2 separate regions of the Mus musculus genome follow, and region 1 is linked to region 2. A link is a contact called in public Micro-C data. All regions are on one chromosome and are shown on one strand. The core of a region is the stretch at or near the end of the contact, and the rest is flanking DNA. Distances in the headings are between cores, read along the strand shown. Region 1 has its middle 21 kb from the start of Fis1. Region 2 has its middle 17 kb from the start of Ssc4d.

Region 1 (5,521 bases), core at 1,981-4,480, 980 kb before region 2:
CTGGGATTAAAGGCGTGCGTCACCACGCCTGGCTGGTATCATCTTTAAGAACAACATCTACCACCTTTGAAACAGGGTCTCTCCCTGGCCTAGAGCTCACCAATTAGGCCAAACTACGCTGGTGTGTTACTACTGAGCCATGCCCCCAGCCCCTCACTGGGGGATTCTAGGCAGAGAGCCACACCTCCAGCCCCTCACTGGGGGATTCTAGGCAGAGACTCTACCACCGAGCCACGCCCCCAGCCCCTCCCTGGGGGATTCTAGGCAGGGGCTCTACCACTGAGCCATGCTCCCAGTCTCTCCTGGGGGATTCTAGGCAGGTGACCACTGAGAGCCCTTGTGGGATTGTCATCTGGCTCTGTGATAAAAATGCCCTGACAAGCTTATTGTGGTGCTGCATGCCTTTAAACCTACCACAAGGTGGGTAGAGGCAGGAGGATCTCTGTGAGTTTGAGCCCAGCCTGGTCTACATAAGAAATTCTAGGCCAGCTAGAGCACCATCAGAGACCCTGTCTCCAACTCCCAGCCCCCCCCAAAGAAAACAAAAACAAACACCCCCCCCCCACAACAACAACAACAACAAAAGGCCACTCAGGGGAGCCAGGTTAATCTGGCTCATGGTCTCAGGTAACAGTCCTCACAGCAGGCATGCTGCAGAGGCAGGAGCTGCTGGCCTTGTCTTACTAAGTAGTTTCATGATGGCCTTTAACTCTCCCATCCTCTGGCTCCACATCTGGAGCACCAGGTGGGATGGAGCCCAGAGTTTCCTCCAGGCTAGGTGAGAACCCGCAGCTGGGCTGTGGTCCACTTGCATTGCTATGCTGGCTCGGCATGTTTTAGCTCTTCAGTGCTGTGGGTTGAACTGTACACATATTAAATAATGCGTGCATCCTGTTCCAGAGGCCAACTCCCCAGACCTTTTATATGTTCATTTCGAGAGAACTCTATACTTAGGAGACAGAGGCAGGCAGGTCTCTGTGAGTCTGAGGTAAGCCTGGTCTACATAGAGAGTTCCAAAGTTACATAGTAAAACCCTATCTCAAAAAAAAAAAAAATTCCTTCTGAGATCTCAAGAGATTCTCAAAGAGTTTGGGCTGGCCTCGATCCTCCTGCCTCTGGAGACCTGGAATCGTGGCTTTGCACCACTGTGCTTGGCCTTTAATATTTCTTCAGATATGAGCAGAGTCCCTCCATGAAGCTGTCAGGCCTGGAGATTTCCTTTGTTTGAGTGTGAGGCTAGAGTTAACAGAGAAGGTTTTCTTTTTTTTAAGCACAGTTTCACATATCTCCGTAGCCATGGCAATGACCCCTGGTCAAATTCTGAGAACTAGAATCCTCACTGAGAGATTGGTAAGAGGTTCTTTTCTGTGCCCAAAATAGAATCAAGAGGAACCAGGCAGCAAACCAGCACTGAGGGGCACACCTGTAGACTGAGCCCCTGAGGGGTGGAGGCAGGAGGATGAGGAGCTCATTTGGGCTACATAGCTTGAGGCCAGCCTGAGCTGGGCTACATGCAACCCTGGGGCAGAAAAAGATGAACTAAGGACTGGAGAGATGGTTCAGTGGGCAAGAGTGCTTGCTTTGCAAACATGGGGCTCTTAGTTCAAATTCCCAGCATGGTGTAAAAAGCTAAGCATGGCTGTTTGCATGCCTGTAACCCCAGGACGGTCAGGGTGGTGGAGGGACAGGACTTCGTAAGGGATCCCACATGTACTGTAGTGACACCTTGTCTCAAGGCAGTAAGGTGGGACAGCCGAAGTCCTCTCCTTATTGGCATATGCAACTGCACACACGAGCACATACAACAAACATACCTACAGGAATTTAACAGAATGATGAACTAGGCTGTCCTGGTAGCTCTGGTTTGGGTCTGGAGGTGGGGCCTGGTTGGAGGAAGTCCATCACTTCGGACTTGTAAAGACTTCAAGCATCCCTGGTCCAGACTCGAGGAGGAGAGCAGCTTAGTTTGCTACCTGCTTCCTGACATGAATGACCTCTGCCTTGACCCAAAGCAGTCAGAGCCTGGGCCGACACCCGGGCTTGAATGCACTCTTCTAGGTGAAGACCTCGGACATTTTGTCAAAGTAACAAAAAGCTAACAAGGGCAGGTTTACTTTCTAAAATGTGTGCTGTGTGCTGTGTGTGAGCATGTGATTATGTTTGACTCTGCATGTTGTCACAGGACAACTTGGAGGCACCAGGGTCCCTCCCTCTGCCATGTGGTCCCAGGGGTCAGAGCCAGGCTCTCAGGCTTGGTGACAGGTGCCCTTACCCACCGATGCTTCTCATTAGCCCTTTCTGTGTGTGTGCATATGTGTACGTACCCACATTTGCAAATGCAGAGGGTCCTGCTCTATCACCTTCAGCCTTTTGCCCTGGAGACAGGCTCTCTCGCTGAATCTGGAGCTGGACTGGCACCTGACAAGCCCCAGAATTTGACTCTGCCTCCACAGCCCTGAGCTCACAGGGTTACAGTGTGGCCTTGACTGTTTTTTGGTTTTTGGTTTTTCGAGACAGGGTTTCTCTGTGTAGCCCTGGCTGTCCTGGAACTCACTTTGCAGACCAGGTTGGCCTCGAATTCAGAAATCCGCCTGCCTCTGCCTCCCAAGTGCTGGGATTAAAGGCGTGCGCCACCACACCGGGCTTTTTTTATTTTTTTATTTTTTGGCCTTGACTGTTTTATGTGGGCTCTGGAGATTTGAACTCGGATCCTCCTGCATCAAGCACTCTTACCCAGAGAACCATCTCTTCAGTCCCCCAGCATTTTAAAAGTAGGCATGAAGATTCACTGTACTCACCTGTGGCTTTGTATGGGAGCTTGGTGGTCACATAACAGGCACGGGCCCAACTCCCGTGGAGAATTTTGACTTTAGGACTCGTGAGATTTCCAGGACAAGGACATCCCAACCCAGCCTCTGTAGCGGTGAATCTCCTCCCAAATATGCCCCGGCAAAGAAAACACATAACAGTTCATGTGATTACAGCTGTGCGCCTAGACTGGGCAGATCTGCCGCTACACTACCATCTTGCACATCTATGAGACCCCTTAGAACTTGCGGTATCTCCAGGCCATGTGCTTCCGCTCCGATCTTCTCCTTCTTCCTCCTCCTCCTCTGCGTCCTCTCCCCCTTCCATTTTCTCCTTCTTCTCCCTCCCACCTTCTGCTCCACCTTCCCTTTTATCTGCCCAAGCATCAGCTCTCCTTTATTTTACAAATGAAGGTGGGAAACAGGTTTACTGGAAATCACCTGGGTGCTGACTCATTCCTTGTTCCAACCACTCACCAGAGAACAGAATTAACATCAAATATGATTAGCCCCAGGGCTATCCACAACATTTCCCCCTTTCTGTCCAATTAAAAGACTATTTTATCTTAGATATAATTGAATATAACTATCATTATTTTGTAATTTATAAAGTACAAGAGACCTAAACACCCAGTCCTTCATCTTTGTTAGTTAAACAGAACCTCTTATCATCTATCCTTACTTAAAAGCCTTATAATTCTACATCTGGCTGTGTCTTAGCTTTAGATAGGATGCCATCTGAAAACCATCCTCTCAGAACTGTCCTGGCTTGGCTAGGAGACTATGTAGGGTCTCAACCCCATCAGAAATCCAAGACTGACTGATATTAACTGAAAATATATAGAAAGCCTAAAACAGCTTCCAAAACGTAGCCAATCCACAGAGACTGCTGATCACCTGGACAGCCCCTTACTTCAGCAGTTGGAGCATCGGTCTTCAGCCTACTGGCCAGGGTCATCTGACAGACCTAGAGAAATAGGAATATTAAGGACTGGCCTACTCTGTCTCTGCAGAATCAAGCTGTCCTAACCTATAACTGTGTCCTTACTTTGGACAGCATTATGGCTGTAGATGAAATGATGAGGCAATTCTTGCCTAGTGGCTGTTTCGCCACAACTGGAGTAACTCAAAGATGCTCAGTTTCTTCTTTGAATCCCAGACAGACAGGGAAAGCTGTCAGGAACGAACTGGTCTCAACAACAAATGAATAAATAACATTAAATGTCACGTTGTGTGGACTTTGGACGTTTTCGAAAACCAACTATCTACGTAAAGTAATTTAGACTGTTCTCTGTTAACTACTCTCAGCCATTTCTAATTAAAATAACTGAGAACACCCTAACTATTGTTAAACTCAGAGCCATGAATTTCCTATTTGGCTCTAAACTCACAGGCTTAAACATCTCAGATCTGTTTATAATAACAGCAATATAATCACTGTAGTTTGCTCTTGAAACAAGAAAGTGTGTGCTTGACCCCAGCACCCTCCAGCTATTTATATCTCTCCCTGCTGTGTCTACATTGAGTGTATCTACTGAAATAAATCATAACTGAGAAACCACTTTTGTTTGAGTTTTGTGGGGGACTGAATACAAAGATAGAAAGGGTACTGGGGAAGGGGAAAGGAGCGCCTGAGCACACTGCACATGCACAGACACACATAGAAACACACACACAGCTGGGCGTGGTGGCGCACGCCTTTAATCCCAGCACTCGGGAGGCAGAGGCAGGCGGATTTCTGAGTTCGAGGCCAGCCTGGTCTACAAAGTGAGCTCCAGGACAGCCAGGGCTATACAGAGAAACCCTGTCTCAAAAAATCAAAGAAACACACACACACATTCAATTGCTTGCTGAACTCAAAACTATTGTTCTGGGACAGGAGAGATGGCTCAGTTGGTAACAGCACTTGTTGCTCTTACACAGGACCCAGGCTTGGTTGCCTGCGCCTGCGTGATGCCTCACAACCACCCATAATTACAACTCCAGGGACTCTAGCGCCCTCTTGTGGCCTCCACGGGTACTAGGCAAGCCTGCAGTGTTACATGCATGCATGTAGGCAAAACACTCACACACACAAAATAAAACCAATCTCTTTTTTTAAAAACCCACATAAAACGTATAGTCCCAGCGAAGACAAATGACAAATGTACTCCTCAAATGGCACAGACCCACGGGATAGTTCTGAAGGCACCAGCGGGCTTCAGGGAACTTGGTAAGATGACAGAGAAAGGCATTTGTTTTCTGGGAAAAGCTTAAAGCTGAGTGGCTGATGCATAATTGTCTCACAATTTCACGGAAGCCTGAAAAGGGAGGCCCAATGGCCAATGTTATATTTGGTTTCTGTCACGGGGCTAGTTCTAGAAGAGACAGAAAGACAGGACAGTCAGGGCATTGTGGCCCTGTGCGGAGGTCTGTGAAGTCTCCAGTCCTGAGACAGAGTCATGTCACATGACCTCCTGACATTGTTGTATGATGCATTAAACCCCAAAATCTCATTTGAAACTAAGTTCATCAAGGGTCATTACTGAGAACAGGATTTCTTTCTTTTTTAAACAAAATGGCTCCAAGAACCCTAGCTTACATAAGACATCCTTAGGCTCTTGTCTGTCCTGGGCTTCTTGTGCAATTCCTGACACTACTTTTTGTTTAGTTATTATTAACATTTCGGGTTTTCAAGACAGGGTTTCTCTGTGTAGCCCTGGCTGTCCTGGAAC
Region 2 (5,368 bases), core at 909-3,408:
CCAGCCAGAGCTGCAGAGTGAGAGAAGCTGACTGAATAGGCCCAGAAAATAAAATGGCAGAAAAACGGAAAAAAACAAAACAAAACAACCCTCCTCTGGTCAACCTGTGATATTCCCTCTTTAAAGGGATCACAGGAATGAAGATCAGGAGTTCAAAGCTATCCTCAACTACATAACCATTCAAGGCCAGCTTAGACTACTAGATACCTGGGGGTAGGGGTTGCTGGGAGACCCTGCCTGAATTAGTGGTGGCAAAGATCTGTAATTCAGCACGTACATGCTTAAGCAGGTGGATTAGGAGTTTAAAGCAGCCTGAACTTCTAGAAAGGCCACACTACCCTCTCCACTTTCTCTGCCTATGAATTTCTATATTAGTTTTGTTTGCTTTTTGTTTTAGTTTTTCAAGACAGGTTGGTTTTGTTTGTTTGTTTGCTGTATAGCCCCGGCTTTCCTGTAACCCAGTCTATAGACCATGCTAATCTTAAATTCAGAGGTCTGCCTGCCTCTGCCTCCTGAGAGCTGGCATCCATTTTCATGTGTGAGTTGTTATATTTTGTTCTCATTCATTGCTGCCCTCTTTATGCCTTTGCTGTTCTCTGATGCTTCCTTTAGACTCCATTCCTGCTTGCTTGGGTTGGTTTGATTGCTTTGTTTTGCTGTGGTAGGACTGGGGATTAAACCTAGGCTGGTGAGATGGCTCAGTGGTTAAGAGCACAGACTGCTCTTCCAAAGGTCCTAAGTTTAAATCCCAGCAACCACATGGTGGCTCACAACCATCCATAACAACAATCTGATGCCCTCTTCTGGAGTGTCTGAAGACAGCTACAGTGTGCTTACATATAATAAATAAATAAATATTTAAAAACAAAAAAACAAAACCCACCTAGGACCTAAATCATGGAAGGCAAGTACTCGACCACTGAGCCACAGCTACAAACTCCAATTCTGGTTCCCTACCCCCCACCCCCACCCCGCAAAGATTTATTACTGAGTGTGCCTGTGTGTAGTGATGGTGATGATGATGATACAGGGCGTCCAGTTCTATCACACGCAGATCCCCTGGGTGCAGGCTTTCTCCTCAAATGCTGAGTTAGGCTAAAGGATAGCAAGCTCCGGAAGTCATCCAGTCTCTGCCCTCCGTAGTACCAGAGTTATAGGCATTCCTGGCCACTCAGGTTTTACTCCTGGGTGCTGGAATCCCCACTTGGGTCCCCAACTTTGTACAATGATTGCTCTTACCCACTGAAACACCTCTGCATCTGTGTATAAATGTTTTCATACATGGCTGAATGTTGCCCACGTGTATACCCTGTGTTCACCACAGTCACAAAGCGTTGGAGCCCCTGGTAGTGGAGTTATGATGGTTGTAAACCACACCACGTGGGTGCTGGGAACTGAGCTCAGGGGCTCTGCAAGAGCAAGTGCCCTAACTGCTGGGCCAGCTCTCTAGGCCCCTCTTACTTTAAAAAAAAAAAAGGCTAATGCATGCATGTTTGAGTACATGTGTGGTACATGTCACAGGAATTCTTTCCTTCCATGCGGGTACCAGATTCTTGATACCTGCTGAGCCATCACGCCAGCTTGGCCCCTCATCATCTATACCATCGTCCGGACCCTATGTCCTGGTCTCTACGTTCCTGAGGATGACTTTAAGTTCTGGTGAGTTTTTCGAAGTGCAGCAGGCTAGCCTCCCTTGTGTATTTGTTGTCACACCTGCCTGACAACTCGAATGGGAGCCAAACCTTGAGGATTGATGGATTAGCAAAAAGAGAAGAGGGGAAAAAAAAAAAAAAAAAAAAAACGAGGCAACTGGGATTGACTTCCTGTAAGGTCAAACTCCAAACTTCCAGGGTCTTCCCACTCAGGCACTGCTCCGGGAAGTGTTCTTAACCACTGTGCAAACGGAGGAAACAAAAGATCAGTGAAAGGTCCAGGGTTTTTCTGGGTCATCAAAACAAAACAAAACCAACAGAGTCCAGGTGTTGGGATTCCCACTGGAGCCCCGTAAGCCTCGACGGCCGGGGCGGACAGGGTAGGACGTGACGTAGCCCTGCCCTTCCGGGCCCCAATAACTCACGCCTTCCTGCTGAGTCACCGCAGGAGCTCAGAGGAGAGCCCGCCCTGGGTCGGAACTGAAGCCACGCCTCTATCTTACTGAAGGATTTTGATTGGGTAGCTTTGAAACTGGTTCAGCCAGTCGCAGCAAACGGAAGGTTGCTGGTTAGGTGGGGCAGGGGCGGGGCCACGCTCTTCGAGACCTTTCCATGCCTCGGGGCGGGTCTTTTTTTTTTTTTTGTGCAGAGTTCTAGGTTTGGTCTGACAAAGGAATTGAGTCCCCGGTACAGCCCATACAAGGGAAGGAAGGTCAACCATTCCCAAGACACTGTAGTTTAGGCGACATTTTCAGTCCCCGCGGACCTTTGCGGATTACAAAGAGTATTTACCAACAACAACCTCTGCGCCACAAGGCTGCTTCTCTCCTCACCACCCCACCCCCTCACCCCTTTTAAAAATGCTTTAGTCAAGGTCTCATGCAGTTCAGGGTGGCTTGCCAAAGGTGACTTTGAGTTTTTTTAATTTTATTTCTTCCTCTGCCCACCCAACTGGGGTTACAGGTGCGTGCCACCCCTGCTCATTTATGCAATTCTGAGGAACCCAGGACTTCACTTACGCTAGGCAAACGCTCGACCAACTGAGCTATATCCTAAAGCTACTGATATTTTCATAAAAGACCATTTGGTTGGTTTTGTTTTTTTCGAAACAGTTTTTCTGTATGACGCTGGCTGCCCTGGATGGAACTCAGTCTGTAGACCAGGCAGGCCTCAAACTCAAAGACCTGCTTGCTGAGATGAAAGGCATGCGACGCTTTCACAGAGGACATTTAACCCACAAAGGACTGTTGAAATTGTAAAACCGGTTCACAATAAAACCAGAATTGGAATAGGGTGTGGTGGCACTATGGGGTAAAAAACATCTAAAATAAATCAAGATTAAGGAGGCTGGTGTGTAACTCAGCTGGTAGAGCTCTGTCCAAGCATTCAGAAAGTCCAAGGTTCAGTCCCCAACTCAGTTTGGGTCAGCGAAAGGGTTCCACAGGTAAAGGTGAGGCCATGTGGCCACACACACACACAATTAAAATGTCTTTTTTTTTTTTTAAATCAGCAACTACAAAAAGAAAATAGATTTCTAAAAAGGGAAGAAAACAAACCTCAGTGTGGTGGCTGTCACATGCCTAAAGTCCCAGGGGTGGAGACAGATGGTCACCCTCAATTATACAGCTAATCCAAGGCCAGCCTATGCTACATAAGACATGGTCTCAAAAACAAACCAATTAAAGAATTGGAAAAGGTTCCCCACCTCTGGCAAACATGAACAATAAACTGAGGGGTGTTGTGGTTGTGGTTTTGTTTTGAAACAAGACAATGTAGCCTATGCTGCCCTGAAATGTGTTGTGTAGCCAGAAATGAACGCAGACTTCTGAACTCCCTTGCCTCAGAGACAGGATCTCACACTTCAGTCCAGGCTGACCTCAAGCAGTTTCCACCCCCATCATCTTCCCAGTGGCTGGTTTTATAGATGTGAGCTACCTCAGGTGGGTTAGACTGAGGATTTTAACACAGCCTGCTGTACCACAGCAAATTCTATGTGTAGCATCACCCTGACCGAGTGTCTGTCGTCTTAAGATTGGCCCTGCCAGCCAGGCATGGTGGCACATGCCTTTAATCCCAGCACTTGGTAGGCAGAGGCAGGCAGATTTCTGAATTCGAGGCCAGCCTGGTCTACAGAGTGAGTTCCAGGACAGCCAGAGCTATACAGAGAAACCCTGTCTCGAGAAAAAAAAAAAAAAAGAAACAAAAAAAAAAAAAAAAGATTGGCCCTGCCAGACCAGAGCAAGTTTGACATAACTCAATCTGGGCAGATGGAGAAACATGCAGAGAGCCAGGATTGACCTGCCCCACTGTGAGCTACAGAGCAATAGGGACTTGAGTCTTTTGCACTGTCATTGGCTTCCTTTTCGCTGGATAGGAAGGCCTGATGAAGAAGCTGTAGTCAACGAGGCACCTGCTGTCTGCCACCATAGTCAATTTTCTGTCTCAAGATCCCTGCATGAGTTAGACAAGTCTGGGTCCCTGCGAGGTTAGCAGCAGTCAGCTCAGGGAACCCTTTTCATGGGATAGATAGCTTATTCCATCCACGTGGCCATTCACTTGGAAAGTCAAAGTTGCCTCTACCTTAAAAAAACCAGGTCCAGGCTTGGTGGTGCACGCCTTTACTCCCAGCATTCAAGAGGCAGAGGCAGGTGAATTTCTTAGTTCGAGGCCAGCCTGTTCTACAGTGTGAGCTCCAGGACAGCCAGGGCTACACAGAGAAACCCTGTCTCAAAAACAAAACAAAACAAAACAAAAACAGTGCCTTGGGCCAGTGATGAAGCTCACAGGTAAAAGTAATTGCTTGAAACAGCCTGACAACCTGACTTCAATTCTCCAAATTACCTAAAAGTAGGCAAGAACTGGCCTTTTTAGAAAGTTATCCTCTAAGTTCTTCATGCACACGTTTGCACGCACTCACACTCGCATCCATGCATACACTAAAATCAAATGGGAAATACCAGTACTTTGGAGGCAGAGGCAAGTGGATCACTATTGAGTTCCAAGCCACAGCTACATAGTGAAGCCCTTTCTGGGGGAGTGGGGGGAGGGAGGACCAGAAAACCTGGCCTGGGATGTAGCCCAGTTGGTAAAGTGCTTGCCTAGCATGCATGAGGCCCTGAGTTTGATTCCTAGCCCTGCATAAACTGTGTGTGGTAGCAGACACCTGTAATCAGAGCATGTAGCAGGTAGACTCAGGAGGATTCTCCTATAGAGCAAGTTCAAGGCTAACCTGGGCTTCATAAGACCCTGTCTCAAATAAACAAAATAAAGCCCTAGGAAGATGAATTCCTCATGTCTGCTAGGTAACTTTCTGTTACCAAGAGAAAACAAGATTAATTACTTTTTTTTTTTTTTTTTTTTTTTTTTTTGGTTTTTTCGAGACAGGGTTTCTCTGTATAGCCCTGGCTGTCCTGGAGCTCACTTTGTAGACCAGGCTGGCCTCGAACTCAGAAATCCGCCTGCCTCTGCCTCCTGAGTGCTGGGATTAAAGGCGTGCGCCACCACGCCCGGCTTAATTACTATTTTCTATTTCTTATTGTTCTGTGTATGTGTGTATAATGTTCATGTATGGATGCAAGCATGCCTGGGCCACCACACACGAGTAGAGCCATCTGAGAGGAAAATTTGTGGGAGTCAACACTCTCCCACCATGCGAATGCTAGGGAATCCAACTGATATCCTCCAGATTGGCACCAGGTACCTTCACCTGCTGGGCC

Evidence for each region. Hi-C and Micro-C count contacts between places; a contact is called where the count stands out from the background.
Region 1: a contact with region 2 is called in a Micro-C map of embryonic stem cells, with 2.8 times the contacts expected there. The contact joins two enhancer-like sites. A contact is called at or near these places in 4 of 484 Hi-C or Micro-C datasets (B cells and embryonic stem cells) and 1 of 115 datasets of contacts at active chromatin or transcription factors (embryonic stem cells).

The regions. Positions count from the first base shown.
Region 1 is chr5:136,938,745-136,944,265 of GRCm38.p6, reverse strand. No RefSeq gene overlaps it. Among named protein-coding and RNA genes, the nearest start is that of Fis1, 21 kb to the left of the region's middle. Within about 2 kb of position 3,230, at least 13 of the 459 cell types and tissues checked have an H3K27ac peak or open chromatin away from gene starts, as enhancers often do. A contact at or near this core is called in embryonic stem cells, where this site is marked.
Region 2 is chr5:135,954,516-135,959,883 of GRCm38.p6, reverse strand. No RefSeq gene overlaps it. Among named protein-coding and RNA genes, the nearest start is that of Ssc4d, 17 kb to the left of the region's middle. Within about 2 kb of position 2,158, at least 388 of the 459 cell types and tissues checked have an H3K27ac peak or open chromatin away from gene starts, as enhancers often do. A contact at or near this core is called in embryonic stem cells, where this site is marked.